Regions from separate parts of the Mus musculus genome. Here region 2 is linked to region 1. The links are chromatin contacts, called in public Hi-C maps. All regions are on one chromosome and are shown on one strand. The core of a region is the stretch at or near the end of the contact, and the rest is flanking DNA. Distances in the headings are between cores, read along the strand shown. Region 1 overlaps Elovl6 (ELOVL family member 6, elongation of long chain fatty acids (yeast)). Region 2 holds the start of Gar1 (GAR1 ribonucleoprotein).

Region 1 (7,007 bases), core at 2,815-5,314:
GCTGGATTTGGAGTCGTTTATTTGGTTGGTTGGTGCAAATTCACGTGCATGCGTACCTGTGCAAGTCAGAGGTCAACCTCCGGTATCAGTTGTACAGAAAGAAGCTGGCCACCTTCTTTTTGAGTCGTGGTCTCTCATTAGCCTAGTGTTCACCGTGTAACTAGCCAGAGAGCTCCGGGTCTTAGGATGCACCCCCATAACGGCCTTTTTATGTGGAGGCTGTGCTTGAACCTCCTGCTTAGATTTCGGCTGAGGATTGTTACATCTGAGAGCATGCTCTCTCCCTCTAGTCCCGTTTTCAGTGATAACCAGGCACCCCGTTTTACTTTTTATGTAGGAAGCATTGTTTGCTGACATAGACAGCCTTATGCCAGGTCGGTGCCTGCTAGGGCTGGACCCGAGTGGGAAGACGTATTTGCTCCGTTTCACTGAATGTAATTACACTTTGGCCTACTTTAAAATAGAGGAGCTGAACTACAAAATCATGGTTTTCTCACCTTAAATACATAAGGAAAACCTGTGATCTCTAAATTAGCACCCGGGGGAGGGGCTAAGTCAGAGAGAGGTGTTTGTACCCAAAGTAGCTCAGAAGTCACACATTCCTTTGGTTCTTGGGTCAAAACAGAACAGGCGGAAGCACCGCCCCTTTCCTTAGTTAGCCAGCTTCGCCTTTTTATCTTGAAGCCTCTTATTAATCCCAGATACATTTCTATTCACAAACTTCTTTTTCAGGATTTCGAAGCATGTTAACAAGCACTTAACAAAACTACTGAGGAAAATCTGATCGCTTTCACAGGGGAAAAAATATTGTTTGTTTGAAATCTTAGAATTTGCAAAAATGTGACAGAATTCAGCCATCACTGGAACATCAAGAATACAACCTGAGAACTTGCCTCAAGAAACCATCGTTTTTATCTTCTTATCTAATTGGAAACATAGACAGCGTGTGGTCCCCTTCACTTCCCAAGACCCCAACCTTCCAAACTCTACTTTCCAGATTGGCACCATAGCTTGGGTCAACATCTGAACTAGAGACATCTTGGATTCCCTTGTAGTGCAAGCCCTGTCTTTTTGTTTTGTTTCGATTGTTCCTCTTTTGAGACAGGGTCCTGGCTGTCCTGGAACTCATTCTGTAGACCAGGCTGGCCTTGCACTCACAAAGATCCTCCCGTCTCTATTTTCTAAGTGCTGAAATTAATTGCATGCCCCACAATGCCCATCCGGCATAGACTCTTTTATATTTTCTTTTCTTTTTTTTTTTTTAAAGATTTATTTATTTATTATATGTAAGTACACTGTAGCTGTCTTCAGACACACCAGAAGATCTTGTTACGGATGGTTGTGAGCCACCATGTGGTTGCTGGGATTGAACTTCGGACCTTCGGAAGAGCAGTCGGGTGCTCTTACCCACTGAGCCATCTCACCAGCCCTATATTTTCATACATATATATGTATGTAGGTATTTAAATATATATATATGTTCAGTTGATATATATATACATATATATATATCAACTGAACTGGGGGGATGCAGAGAGCTCTCCTCTATTCTCCTCTGGCACATTGGTTTTCACTTCCACAAAATTTTTATTTATTTATTTATTTATTTATTTATACCTTGGACGACATGGCAGCCATAAACAAGGCCATTTAGGCAGAACATAAAAGACCGAGGAAGGAACTCAGGCCGTCTTTCCCAGGTGCTCATCAGCGGTTATCCAGTGTTGAAATACCACCCACATGAAAAGTTCTTTCATTGGAAAATCAACTTGCTTGACTCTTGGAGGAGGGCAAATAGCTGTCAGGTTTCAGTGTAAACACTGAGGAGGGGCAGGCGAAGCACTGGTCTCAGAGGCATCCCACAAGGTGGTGGTGTTGTTTTTGTTTTAATGTGTTTGAATTTATGCAAGATATTCAGTTATGCTAGTGAGCATAAAAGCCCACCTCCAGGATTGACTAGGGATAAAGTAGAAATGTAGAAAAATCCAAATCTCTAAGTAGCCGCCTAACAGTTTATTTAACTAGTTATAGACTAATTTCATTATTATTCACTTTTCTTATTGATAACAGAAAGGTAAGAAACAAAAAGTGTCTGCGTGTTTAAAAAAAAAAAGTCCAAGCACAACATAGCAATACACATTAGGGGTGTCACACACACGTGTGCATGCGTGCCTATGCCCGTGCCTGTGCACACTGCAGAGGCCAGAGGAGAGTGATATTTTGTGTCGTTCTCCACATTATTTCTTGGGGCTGTTATTTGGTTGATTTTTGTTTTTGTTTCTGAGACAAATTGTTTCTTGCTGACCAGAAGTTTCCCACTAGGCTGGCTAACCAGAGGGCTCTTGATTGCCCAACAGTAACGGTGTTTCAGGCACATGTGCCCACGTGAGGCTTTTTACATAGGTGCTAGAGCTTTGAACTCAGATCTTTCTCACCTGTTGACCTGTCTTCTCAGGCCCCACATTAGGGATTTGTTGTTGTTGTTTTCTTTTGTTTTGTTTGCCTAACTCTTAACTAGTTTGGTACCTAGTAATCAACTTGTTTCACCACCCAGAAAGTACTTACTAAACACCCACGAGGAAGGGTTGTGTTGTGTGATGTACAGTAAGGTTTATTAAGCAAAGTAACTATGCGCTACCTAGAAATTACAAATATCTGACAACCAAGCATTACCGTAATCGCATTGTCCCCATCCCTGAATGCCTATAGGAAAATGGAAAATTATCGGATTCCTATTGAAGCATCAGGGCATTAGATCCACCCTAAATAACAGTAGGCCAGTGGCCAGTCAGTCACCTGACTTCAGCGGTGCCTTTACCAGAGAGGTACGGGTGGGAAAGCCCGTTCTCAGTCACTTCAAGGGCCCAGTTGGCCAAAGCATCGAAACTATGAAGTAGTTATATACGGTTTGCAGTGTGTGTTAATACTTCAGAGGGTGACTCTCTACCAAGGGAGTCTTAAGCTTTTTACTCTACATTTTCATACACACAGGTAATGTACTATGAATCACATCCCTTCCATCATCCTCCTTCCTCCTGTTGCACCAAATAAATAGTCTCCTGTCTGCTGTCAAGCTGCAGCAGCCGCCTCTTCCTCCTCCTCCTCCTCCTCCTCCCTTGCTTTCTTCTTCCATCCGACTTTCACACGTGAGAAAGAGCAGTCTTCAATTGTCTTTCTGAATTTGCTTCTTTCACTTGTTATTAAGACAGCCAGTTTTATCCATTCTCCTTGCAAGTGCCATAATTTTGTTTTTTTTTACAGAAGAACCCCATCTAACTCAAAACTCACCCAAAGCATGGTTTGCATTTCACCAAAGATGAAGAAAAGGCTGCCTGGAGCACTTGGTTTTTGTAATGGCTCTTAAGCAGATGTCCTCCACATGCTGACTGTCTGGGACTCACATAGAGCCCGTAACAGTCCGTTTCTGACTCCCAACCTTTTTGGTATTAGCCATGAGCCTTTAGGGAGGTCTTGATCATTGCATGCAGTGACGATGAGCTACTGATGCCATGATCCTTATATCCTCTCTTGTGGCGTGGCCTCTCCCTAGACTCTACTTTTAAGTTTATTTATAAATCTTCAATTCTGAGCCATGGTCTGATTGCCTTGGAGGTCTAGTTGTTGAGTGATGTTTCCTCAGAGAGCTGGTCTCACATAGCTCAGGGTGGTTAAGTGGATGAAGCTGGCTTTGAACTCCTGATCTTCCTGTTTCTACTAGATGTTAGGGTTGCTGGTGTGTGCCCCCGGGCCTGAAATTATAGAAGGTTTTTAAAGAAAAGTGTCAAACTACTTCTCTTTGGTTCTTGAAGCGCATTTTCCTCTGGCTGACTTAGAAGGATATGACATCCTTTCACTCGGTTGACACATGATTACAAGAAGTTCAATCCATGTATCCAAAACCAAGGCTTGTGACTAATAAACAAAGGGGTGGGAGAGACGGCTCAGTGGTTAAAGGTACTTGCTGCCCTGGTGGAGGATCTGGGTTCAGTTCTGGGTACCCACGTGACTGCTCACAACTCTCCGTAACTACTGTATGCAAGCAAACACTCAGACACGTCAAATGAAAATAGATCTTTTTTAAAAATGAAAAGTCATCTCCAGGAAGTGTTTTGAGCATTCTCAAAGAAGCAGGGAGGATGTGGCAGAACGTTTGACAGATCTGCGGGACTCGGGGGTTGGAGCCTGATGGTGTGGGGTGTGCACCTTGGCCTTTTCCCTGTACAAAACAGTGCTGCTCAGTTACTCAGCGGTCACTAAGGGAGCCCTTCCTTCTTGCTAAGGCATCAGTCAGTCCGTGGAGATCCAGCCCCGCTTTCAGCTGAAGTTTACTGAGAAGAACAGGCGAGCCAAAGGGCCACTTGACCTCTAACCCCATTTCTTTTTCTCAGAAATGGAAGTAGTACTTTAGTGGAAGGTGGGGTAAGTGACAAGACCTTTCCCTGGGGTGTCCACGCAGGAGGCTTACAAAGTAGCCACTGTGTGGTTGCAGTAACTCACTACCTTTACCTTTCTAACTAAAAAGAAAAGAATCATGCTGTCTGATGCTACCATTGGCTGCATCAACAGTACGGTTCCCTTTCTTTCTTTCTTTCTTTCTTTCTTTCTTTCTTTCTTTCTTTCTATGTCATTGCTTACGCATGGGCTTTACAAATTACGTATCTTAACTTCATATGAGTATAGAAAAAGCGAGTCTCCCTTTATGTGATCTAATACCATACCCTTGGGAGATTTTAGAGCCAAAATACAGTCATGTGTATGCATTTATGGATGAGAGTACCTCTTGAATAATAATAGCCTAGTTATATTTTCCATAAAATTGCCTTAATTTTTTTTGCTTCGTTTTTGAGGGAAAAATATTTGTCAGAGGAGGAGAAAAATGTGCCATAATCTATTTCTGAATAGTTTTTTCTGCAGTTGTTTTTAAATATAGTGCTGGGGAAATACATTTTCTCTCAGTGTCCCCAACTGCCCATTTATTCAATGTCTATTGAGGACCTATGGTACCAATGTGCTGTTTATTTGCCCTTTTTAAAAAAAACTTTGATAGCATGAGATTGTCATCATGTATTCAGTAAGAGTCTGCTTCGTGCCAGGACTAAGGTTTCTCAACAAGCCCTTGCCGTGTTGTGGGGTCACATTTGGTTGATTCCTGGATTCATAGCTTTAGTGGGTGTGACTCGCTAAGTAGGTGTATGTAAGTAGCTCTGTTTCTTGGATACACAGTGAATGCCAACAATCCGAGCAGTGAGTTATGACGCATTTTACCTGCTACATTCTTTAGTTAATATATTTTGGTTTTAATACCATGTCTTGCAGCTTATTCGACCATTTCCCTCTAAGTCTAGTTGCATTGGCATTACCCATTCTGAGAGATGGGTTTCTATCTCTAGAAGTGTGCTTCAAGGTTTAAACTATGTACAAGGCCTCTCAAGTCCCCATCCCACCCCTCTCAGTCTCTCACTCTCTCTCTGCATGGCTTGGTATCATCAAACTCTACAGTAATAAATCAGCAGTTAGTGGGACTTGGGGGTCCTGATATCTTGCTGATGTATCTAACAGCTCCCACCAAAATCGAACACCATCCTGCTGTGAGTGGGCACACAGGAGCTCCCACAGTGACCACCCTCCCATGATGCCCTCATATAGGCTCCAAATACTTAACACATACATTTTCTAATCTAACCATCCATCTAAAAATATTTACTATTGGATATTTTTAAATGTGAAGTGTTTTTATGTTTTTAGCATGTAAAGAGGTTTCTGTGTGTTTGCAAGAGAGGAGCAGGTGACGAGCCCAGTCTCCATCTTCTTTTGGGTCTACCTTTTGTTTGTTTCCTGGGGTATTTTAAAACAAATCTAAGGTACACTGTCTCACTCATAAATATATCTCAATGTGTATCTAAAATTGAACCTAGCAGTTTGATTACTATAACTGTTTTTTTTATATGTATATACTAGTTGATCAATAAAAAAATTTTAAAGCCGGGCATGGTGGCACACGCCTTTAATCCCAGCACTTGGGAGGCAGAGGCAAGCGGATTTCTGAGTTTGAGGCTAGCCTGGTCTACAAAGTGAGTTCCAGGACAGCCAGGGCTACACAGAGAAACCCTGTCTCGGGGGGAAAAAAAAATTTTTTTTTAAATACATACTTGCATGTGACTGTTGTGTCCCTCAAGGTGGTTTTAATCTGGTCAGTCCGGGATCCTTAGTCAGGGATTGACTAAGTCACCTAGAGTCACCTACAAGTCACCTAGAGAGAATCATTTAGTAGTCCTGCAGATGGCTATCAGGTGTGTGTGTGCTGTCTGATAATTATGCATTTTTACTAATGGCAATATTGCAAGTTAATACTTATCTAAAAAGAATAAAGGCAATTACTTCAGTGAAATGTCACTTTTTGTACCTTGGTGCTTGGTGCTATGTTGAAATTTTTGATTCTAGGCCCTGAAAAGAACTTCTGTCTACCCTGAGCGGTGTTCACTGTGTCCTGTTGGCAACCGCAGGATGAATTTGCCAATAGAACATGTCTCCAAGGGGATTAATTTTCCTTTGAAGTGGGGCGTGTAACTCAGGAAGATGCCTTCGGTAAAGACAGGGAGCTGTTGTGAGAGGTATTTCAGCACGCCTGTCTCACAAGGTTTCGTCCATCTTCTTCATAGGAAGAAGTCTTTCCTGTTTTCTGCGCTGTACGCTGCCTTTATCTTTGGTGGTCGGCATCTGATGAACAAGCGAGCCAAGTTTGAACTTCGGAAGCCGCTCGTGCTCTGGTCGCTGACTCTTGCCGTCTTCAGGTAGGTCGCTTTCGTTCCCTCAGGACACTGCTTTCTTCTCCGCCAAGAGATGCAACCCTTGCATCTCACCCTCCTCTCCCCAGCCCCAGCCCCTTTTTAAATTCACTCTGAGCATAAAGTCATGTGCAGAGAAATGGCTTTGTTCTGATCACATAGACTCATAGACACATAGATCACATAGGTCTTCTGTTGGGTGAGGTCCTGGGCCGTTTCATT
Region 2 (7,007 bases), core at 2,422-4,921, 230 kb after region 1:
CACCCGTGAACGCCTAATCTTCTGCCGACCTCAGTTATCTTAAACTCACTATACCCCAAATGAAATTCATTGTCTTTTTTCAACCTCTGTTCTCCAATGCTGCCTAAGTCAGTGAGTAGGATCATAAGGCACAAAGATGCTGGAATCCAACACCTAACAATGGTGATAGTTACCACACCAACTGACTCCTCCTCCTCTGCTCACAGCTCCACCTCCTTTCAATTTCCATGGACTCCAGCTTTACCCCATAGCAACTGTGGCTTCTTACAGCCTACACTGCTGGTCCTTCCCTAGAGGGCTTCTCTGTCACTCCCGTGCTCTTTTAGAGCACCAATGTAAAGATCAAGTTCACCCTAGTATTCAGAAACAATGTTAAAACTAAAATCTAGTCTTTCTCAGGATGTATAAAGCTCCTTCTTACCTCGCCAGCCTTTTTTGAATTGAGAACTTTCCCTACCCCATCATCGCAGACACTTCAGTTTTCTCCATGTAGAATACACTCCCCTCTCTGGCAGCCTAGTGCTGAAGTACTTGTCTAAGGACATCAAAATTCTCCAGCCTTCTTTCCTGAAACTTCATTGTGAGTGCTACTTAAGGGCAACTGGGTCAAATTTATAAGAATGGGATCTTCAAGGATGCCATTTTAAGAGCTGTCTTCAGGTATTTGTGATGCACACCAGGTGTAAGACTCTTAGCTTCCAGTTTCAAAAGCACCACCTCAAGGAAGGCTAAGACTAAATACAGATATATGTGAAAACCTTTAGTATCTATCTACATATGCCAAGCATCTCAAGATGACCTGGAATTCACTACGTAGCCTAAGCCAGACTCAAAGCTGCTCTCCTGCCATCTCTCTGCCTCCAAGTGCTGGGACTACTGGTTCATTGTTACTTCTCAGCACTGGTAAGCTTCCACTGGGTGTGACAGCACACACTGTAACTGCAGGACTTAGGAGGTATAGGCAGGAAGGTCATATAAAGTCAGAAGCCAATGTAAGCTCAACAAGTGAGTTCCGGGCCAGCTAGGGCTGTAGCAGAGACACTTGGGTAACTCAGTGCTTGGTTACTACTGTGGAACAGCCTCAGCACTTCACTTCACGAACTGGAGGAGCTGTGAGTGTCTCAAGGAAGACACACACCACCCCCTCTGAATCCAAAATCTTAATTTAAGTATGACTCACCTTCTGTAGCTTTTTAAAGGAAGATGCCTTCATGTTTTCTGACAACTTAACTGAAAAATACTATTAATTAAATTAAGGAAAAAGACACTAAGAATGCCTAGCTATAAGAAATTTCCAAGTAGAAATGGCATTTTCTTTAAAATAATTAAAACAAAACCAAAAACCCAAGAGACAGAAGAGCCAATACAATCTGGTGGCACGTATTCAAATGGCCACCACTCCCAGAACCCAGAGGACAGCCATCTCTCCTTGGCGCATCATTTTTAAATATGGACGGATGCGCTCCCTACAGATCCTCCTCCGTGAGACTCGTCTGTAGCTTTGCTATCTCACTGAATGAAACAGTGAGTTTGCTTTGATATTTCTGGCTGGGGAGGAAGGGACACGATAATTCTTAACAAGATTGCTGACTCACCCAATCAGAAAGGATACAAAATCTCTAAGCTGTCCAAATATCTCATCCACTTTCCCGACTTGCTCTTTGTTTTCTAAGTAAACAGGGGCGTTGAAGTAGGGCACCTTGTTCTCCTCGGTGGTACATTTACACACGATGTCATCTTCACAGGGATGCATGAATTCTCCTAACACTGAAACAGCACAGAACAGACACGAGGCCACTGCAAACACTGACCAACTCGGGAATCCAGTGGGCTTTGCCACTTGTCTTTCCCCATATCTGATCCCCTCTATGGCAGAGCTCAGCTGTCAACACTGTAGTCCCAAGTTAGCATGCCACTACCAGGGGACCTAAAAGAGACTCCCCTTCTGTCTGTACACTGTAAAATGAGGCCAGTCACATCTAACTGCAGCCACACCTGATGCTAAAGCAACAGGAACAACAAACTAGGTGCTTACAATGGTGCTCACTCGCTGTCCACCAGTTACCCTGTCATGGCTGTTACAGCTGCATTCAATGCTACGTTCCATTGACTCTTCTTCCTCCCCAGCCTCAAATGTGAACCACTCTGGCTTTATTGATCCCTCCCTCCTTTCTCAGAACTCATCACCACTACCACTTCTTCACCAGTGATTATCCCTTCCTGGGAAGTGTGCAAACACAAGGCACCTCTGTTTCTGTAACCCAGGATTAATACCATTCGCCTACAAAACTAACTCCCCAACCTTAGCAACAACTAGAACCTTTTCTTCTCACTATCAGCCAAGTTCTACTTATATTTCTTTTGAAATCCCTTCTCCATCCGTGTGTCCAATGCACAGACTTCAGGCAGCATGGAACCCAGGGAACTATGAATGTGGCCCTACACAAGATAGTACACACACTTATTTACAACATGATTTTGCAGGGTGCAAGGGAATGAGTGTTCAAACTAGGCTGCATGGTTATGGAGTGTGAATTCTGTAGGTATTTTCTGGTAACTGAAAATATGAGCTACGAAAACTAAAAACTTGGCTTTGTGTTTCAACTATATCACTAAGGAATCATACTTAATCCTAAAAAGTGTTCTGCCCTTTAGAAGGAGCCAGGTACTCAATGTTGTCTAAGTCTCATCTTTTCAGTCCCAACTCAAGTTCACCTCCACACTGCATTTCGGTTCTCATGATCAGTCCCTTATACGTGTCAGGGCACTCAAGCGACTTGCCTTTCGGAGTCTTATCAACAAACGCACTAATAACTTAAACCGGATTCTATTCCCAATGCAAAGGAGGTTAAGCTCAGAAGACGACTTACAGACGACACGTTCTGGAGGCCCTTGATCTTGAAATTTATTAAAGCCTCCACGACCGCCCCCTCGTCCAAATCCTCCTCGGCCGCCGCCCCTGAAACTGCCGCCGCCGCCGCCGCCTCCGCCCCTGAAACTGCCGCCGCCGCCTCCGCCGCCCCCTCGGAAGTGGTTGTTGCTGCCGCCGCCACGGTTGAAGCCTCCGCCTCCACCACCGCGATTAAAGCCTCCGCGACCTCCGCCTCGGAAAGACATGCTCTCTCCGGCCTGGCGAAATAGACGGGCCGCTCCTCCCGGTCACCGCGGGTCGATCATTTATCTAAGTCCCCTCCGCCTCGCTCAGGCCACCAAGAAGGGGACAGCAGTAAACGCCGCCCTGCCACTCGCCCACACAGCCAAGTGGCGAGCGCAGAGAGAGCGGTGTCTTCGCCCCAGCCCCACGACCCGTGGCTCGCCACCGCATCCCATGCCTCTCCACCGCATCCCGCCCCGCGGGTGCCCTCACCCTCGCTCGCCCTCCGCCGCACTCACCGCGCCACGTGCGTCTCCAGCCTAGCCCGGCGCGCGCGCGCGGAGGGACACTTCCGGCGCGCTCAAACCTCCTCGGCCACCGTAGCCGTCCAATGTTACCAGACTAGAAATTGGAAGGGCTGGTTTGCAGGAAGGGCCCGTCACTACCGGACGCAGCGGTCCCAACGCCTTACCGAGTAGAGCACACAGCACCGGAAGAGAAACAATAGCGTCCAGCGTGACCCCCCCCCGCCCCCACCTCATCCACGCAAGGGCCACCGCGCTAGAGGTGGCGGAAGTGACGCAAAATCGCAGCGCCCTCCGTACGCGACGTTTCCGGAAGTGTGGCGGCGCGTTGCCCTTGGAAACGGAGTTGTTTGAGTCCTTCCGTGCTAACAGCTGGTGAGGCGTGTCGTCGCTGAAGCGTGCTGGCTGCAGTTGGTGCTACTCGCCGGGCTCTGTCACTTCTTGGGTTGCGAGAAGGTCCCGACCTGACTCTGCTCCACGGAGTGTTGGCCACTCAAGCGGTGCTCAGCCCAGGACGTCGGAACCTGTCACCGCCAACGGAGTTGCCTCTGTGTGTGTGTGTGTCCTGTTATTATTAAATACGAAAGGGTGTGTGTCGAAGTTGCCTGTGTGTCCGTGTTCTGTTATTATTAAATAGGAAAGGGTGTGTGTTTGTGTGTGAGATGACAGAAAGGCAACCATTTTTAAATATGGTCTCAATGTCTTCATCAAGTACGTTTTGAACTCCGAGAGACTATGCACCCATCTATAGATGACACCTCACCTCCCGTCTCCTTAACACTCTCATCTCCGACATCGGTTTCCTTACATCACTAAAACTTCACTCATCACAAAAGAAGTGACCTCTAGTTCTTAAATTTGGTTGACTTCTTTTGTATCTGTATTGTCTGAAACATCTCTTGGCATTTGACAATATCACCTTTTATTTGAAAGAAAGTAGAGACTGATCCGCATATCAGAGGATTATTGTGAATAGATTTTTGAAAGATCTTTGTAAAAGATATAGAAACATTAATAATTCCAGTATGCCAGTTACTCTAAACTGTAAACTTCTTGAAAAAGTACACACCAGTTCCAAATATTTTTAAAAATTGGGCAAATGTACTTTAAATTTAGATGTTATAACCATATATATCCAATTATATATTATATTTATAATATAATATATGTAATATAGAACATACAATTATAAAATACTGAATTATAATATATGTAATAATTACATATGTAATTTTACATGCATACACACCATATATATATATGTATACACACACACACACACACACACACATATAATCAGCACTATCCCTACCTCTATTCTAGGCTTGTGGCAATCTCTAATCAAACCTGATGGGTTTCTGTTGATTCCTGTGAAGTACCTTTGTACTGTCATAGCTGAGTTCAGCCTTTTGACACTGCTACCCTTTTTCATTGCCACTCCAAATCACTCAATATAGTCTAAGAATTCAGATGCTCAAACATCACAACAGGCAACATCTCCCATTCTGGGCCCCAGACTAAATAAATGCTTGTTGACTTAACTTCTTCCGTCTGTGCTGCATTTGATGATATAGTGAATCTAATACCATTGCTGTTTTGTATAGTCTCATACTCAGCTCCCCCATAGCCCTGCACTTTCCCTTAGCAGTGTGTCTAAAGCCGTTTACATGATTAGTAATCAGTATGTGCACTTACCATCCCTCTGCCCCATCAGGCTAGAATTGCTGCCTTGTTTTCTTTGTCTTTGTTAGACTCTTCCTCTCTCCTGAAATAGCTCCATTTTCCATCCACTAGAATAGCCCCATATTCTGACCATGGAGGAATGCTCTAAATAATTTTACTATTTACACAGCCCCTGCATAAAATTTACATACACACATATACATGCATGAATGTACACACTAGAACAATAAACTTTATATCACACAATAGTTGCGAAAGTTTTTTTAACTATGGCAAAATATACATAATATAAATCGTCATTATTCTTAAATTATTCCCTGCTATTAAGTTCATTCACACGGCTGTGCAATACAGTGCCCTTTTGAATAGAGAGTGATGTTTTCACTGTGAACCTATGGGGCTATGGAGATAGCTCAGTGGATAAGAATGCTTGCTATACAAGAAAGAAGGTCAAGGTTAAAATCTCCAGCATGCAAACAGAAGTTGAGCATTGCCCTGGATGCCTGTAACCCAAGTTTATCAAACTTTGAAAGTGAAACTTTCTTAGTTTTTCATATTCCATCATGAAAATTTCACTCTTTGTATTCTATCTCTGTCTTAAGTACTGGGATGAGTTTCTTTCTTTCATTTTCTTTTTAATACTTATCTTTAGTCATGTATAAATCTCTTTTTTTTTTTTTTGCTTTCTTCTATTTGTTCCTAAACTTACCAGTTCTACTCATTGGCTGGAGAGATGACTCAGTGGGTAAGTGTACTTGCTGCTTTTGCAAGTTGAGCTCCTAGTAACTACTTCAGGAGGTTCATGGTCATCAATAACTCTAGCTCCAGGGGATCCAATGCCCTTTTCTGAACTCCATGGGCACCTAAACACACATGACACAGACTTACACATAAATAAATAAAAATAAATCTTTTGTTGTTGTTGTTTTTCTGATACAGGGTTGCTCTGCATAGCCCAAGCTGTCCTGGAACTCACTCTGTAGACCAACCTGGCCTCAAACTCAGAAATGGGCCTGCCTCAACCTCCTAAATGCTAAGATTAAAGGCATAAGCCACCACCGCCCAGAAAATAAATCAATTTTTAAAAAGAAATTCTACTTATTACCGAAGGCTTAAAACTTGTTCAGTGATTTTTTTTAACAAATGAGAACCTTGATTCTAGTTTAGCAATAATTTAAAGCATAGTAATAAAAGTTAACTAGAATTATCTTCAGAAGAAAGGAAAATCATAAACATTTTGCACTCCCTGGGGGCAGTGTGCACTCCCTGGGGCAGTGTGCATTCCCTGGGGCAGTGTGCACTCCTTGGGGCAGTGTGTACTCCCTGGGGCAGTGTGCACTCCCTGGGGCAGTGTGCATTCCCTGGGTCAGTGTGCACTCCTTGGGGCAGTGTGTACTCCCTGGGGCAGTGTGCATTCACTGTCCCCTCAGTTCTTGTGTTGGTTAGGTTTTTTTGTCTGCATGACACAAGCCAGAGTCCCCTAAGAGAAGAAAAACTCAAATAAGAAAATGCTACTAACAAATTTGCCTTTTGCAAGCCTTTGGGGTATTTTCTTACTTGATGGTTTGTTGTTGACTTTGGCTACTTTGTGGGTTCTTCTTTCTTCCACCAATCTCCTCCCCTTTTCTTCTACCCTTTCAACTCCCTAACAGTAGGTAAGTGAGAGAAGAAGATAGAGAGGATAGGAAAGAGATCTCTGAATAAAGTCAGGGGTCTGAAAGGGGGTGATGTTATCATCATTAGACTACTTCCTGCTGATTAGGGGCACAGAGTTCTTTGGGGCAAGTTTGATCTTCACCATCAGGATATCTAATTTCTTCTTGTTGTTTCTTCTTTGTGCATGAGTGCTTAATAAACTATGACCAACAGCAGCCAACAAGCAACCCACCAACCAATAGCCCAATAACAACCCATCACCTCTCAGG

What was found. Hi-C and Micro-C count contacts between places; a contact is called where the count stands out from the background.
Region 2: a contact with region 1 is called in a Hi-C map of CD4 T cells, with 3 times the contacts expected there. The contact joins the promoter of Gar1 here to the enhancer-like site in region 1. A contact is called at or near these places in 1 of 484 Hi-C or Micro-C datasets (CD4 T cells) and 2 of 9 other capture datasets (liver and pancreatic islet).

Annotation. Positions count from the first base shown.
Region 1 is chr3:129,598,382-129,605,388 of GRCm38.p6, forward strand. It overlaps Elovl6 (ELOVL family member 6, elongation of long chain fatty acids (yeast)), which reads left to right. Exons shown (of 5, transcript NM_130450.2): 3 at 6,660-6,791. Among named protein-coding and RNA genes, the nearest start is that of Gm35986, 69 kb to the left of the region's middle. Within about 2 kb of position 4,065, at least 45 of the 459 cell types and tissues checked have an H3K27ac peak or open chromatin away from gene starts, as enhancers often do.
Region 2 is chr3:129,827,725-129,834,731 of GRCm38.p6, forward strand. It overlaps Gar1 (GAR1 ribonucleoprotein), which reads right to left and starts at 3,672. Exons shown (of 7, transcript NM_026578.3): 1 at 3,394-3,672; 2 at 2,871-3,129; 3 at 1,613-1,767; 4 at 1,181-1,240. The coding sequence starts at 3,117.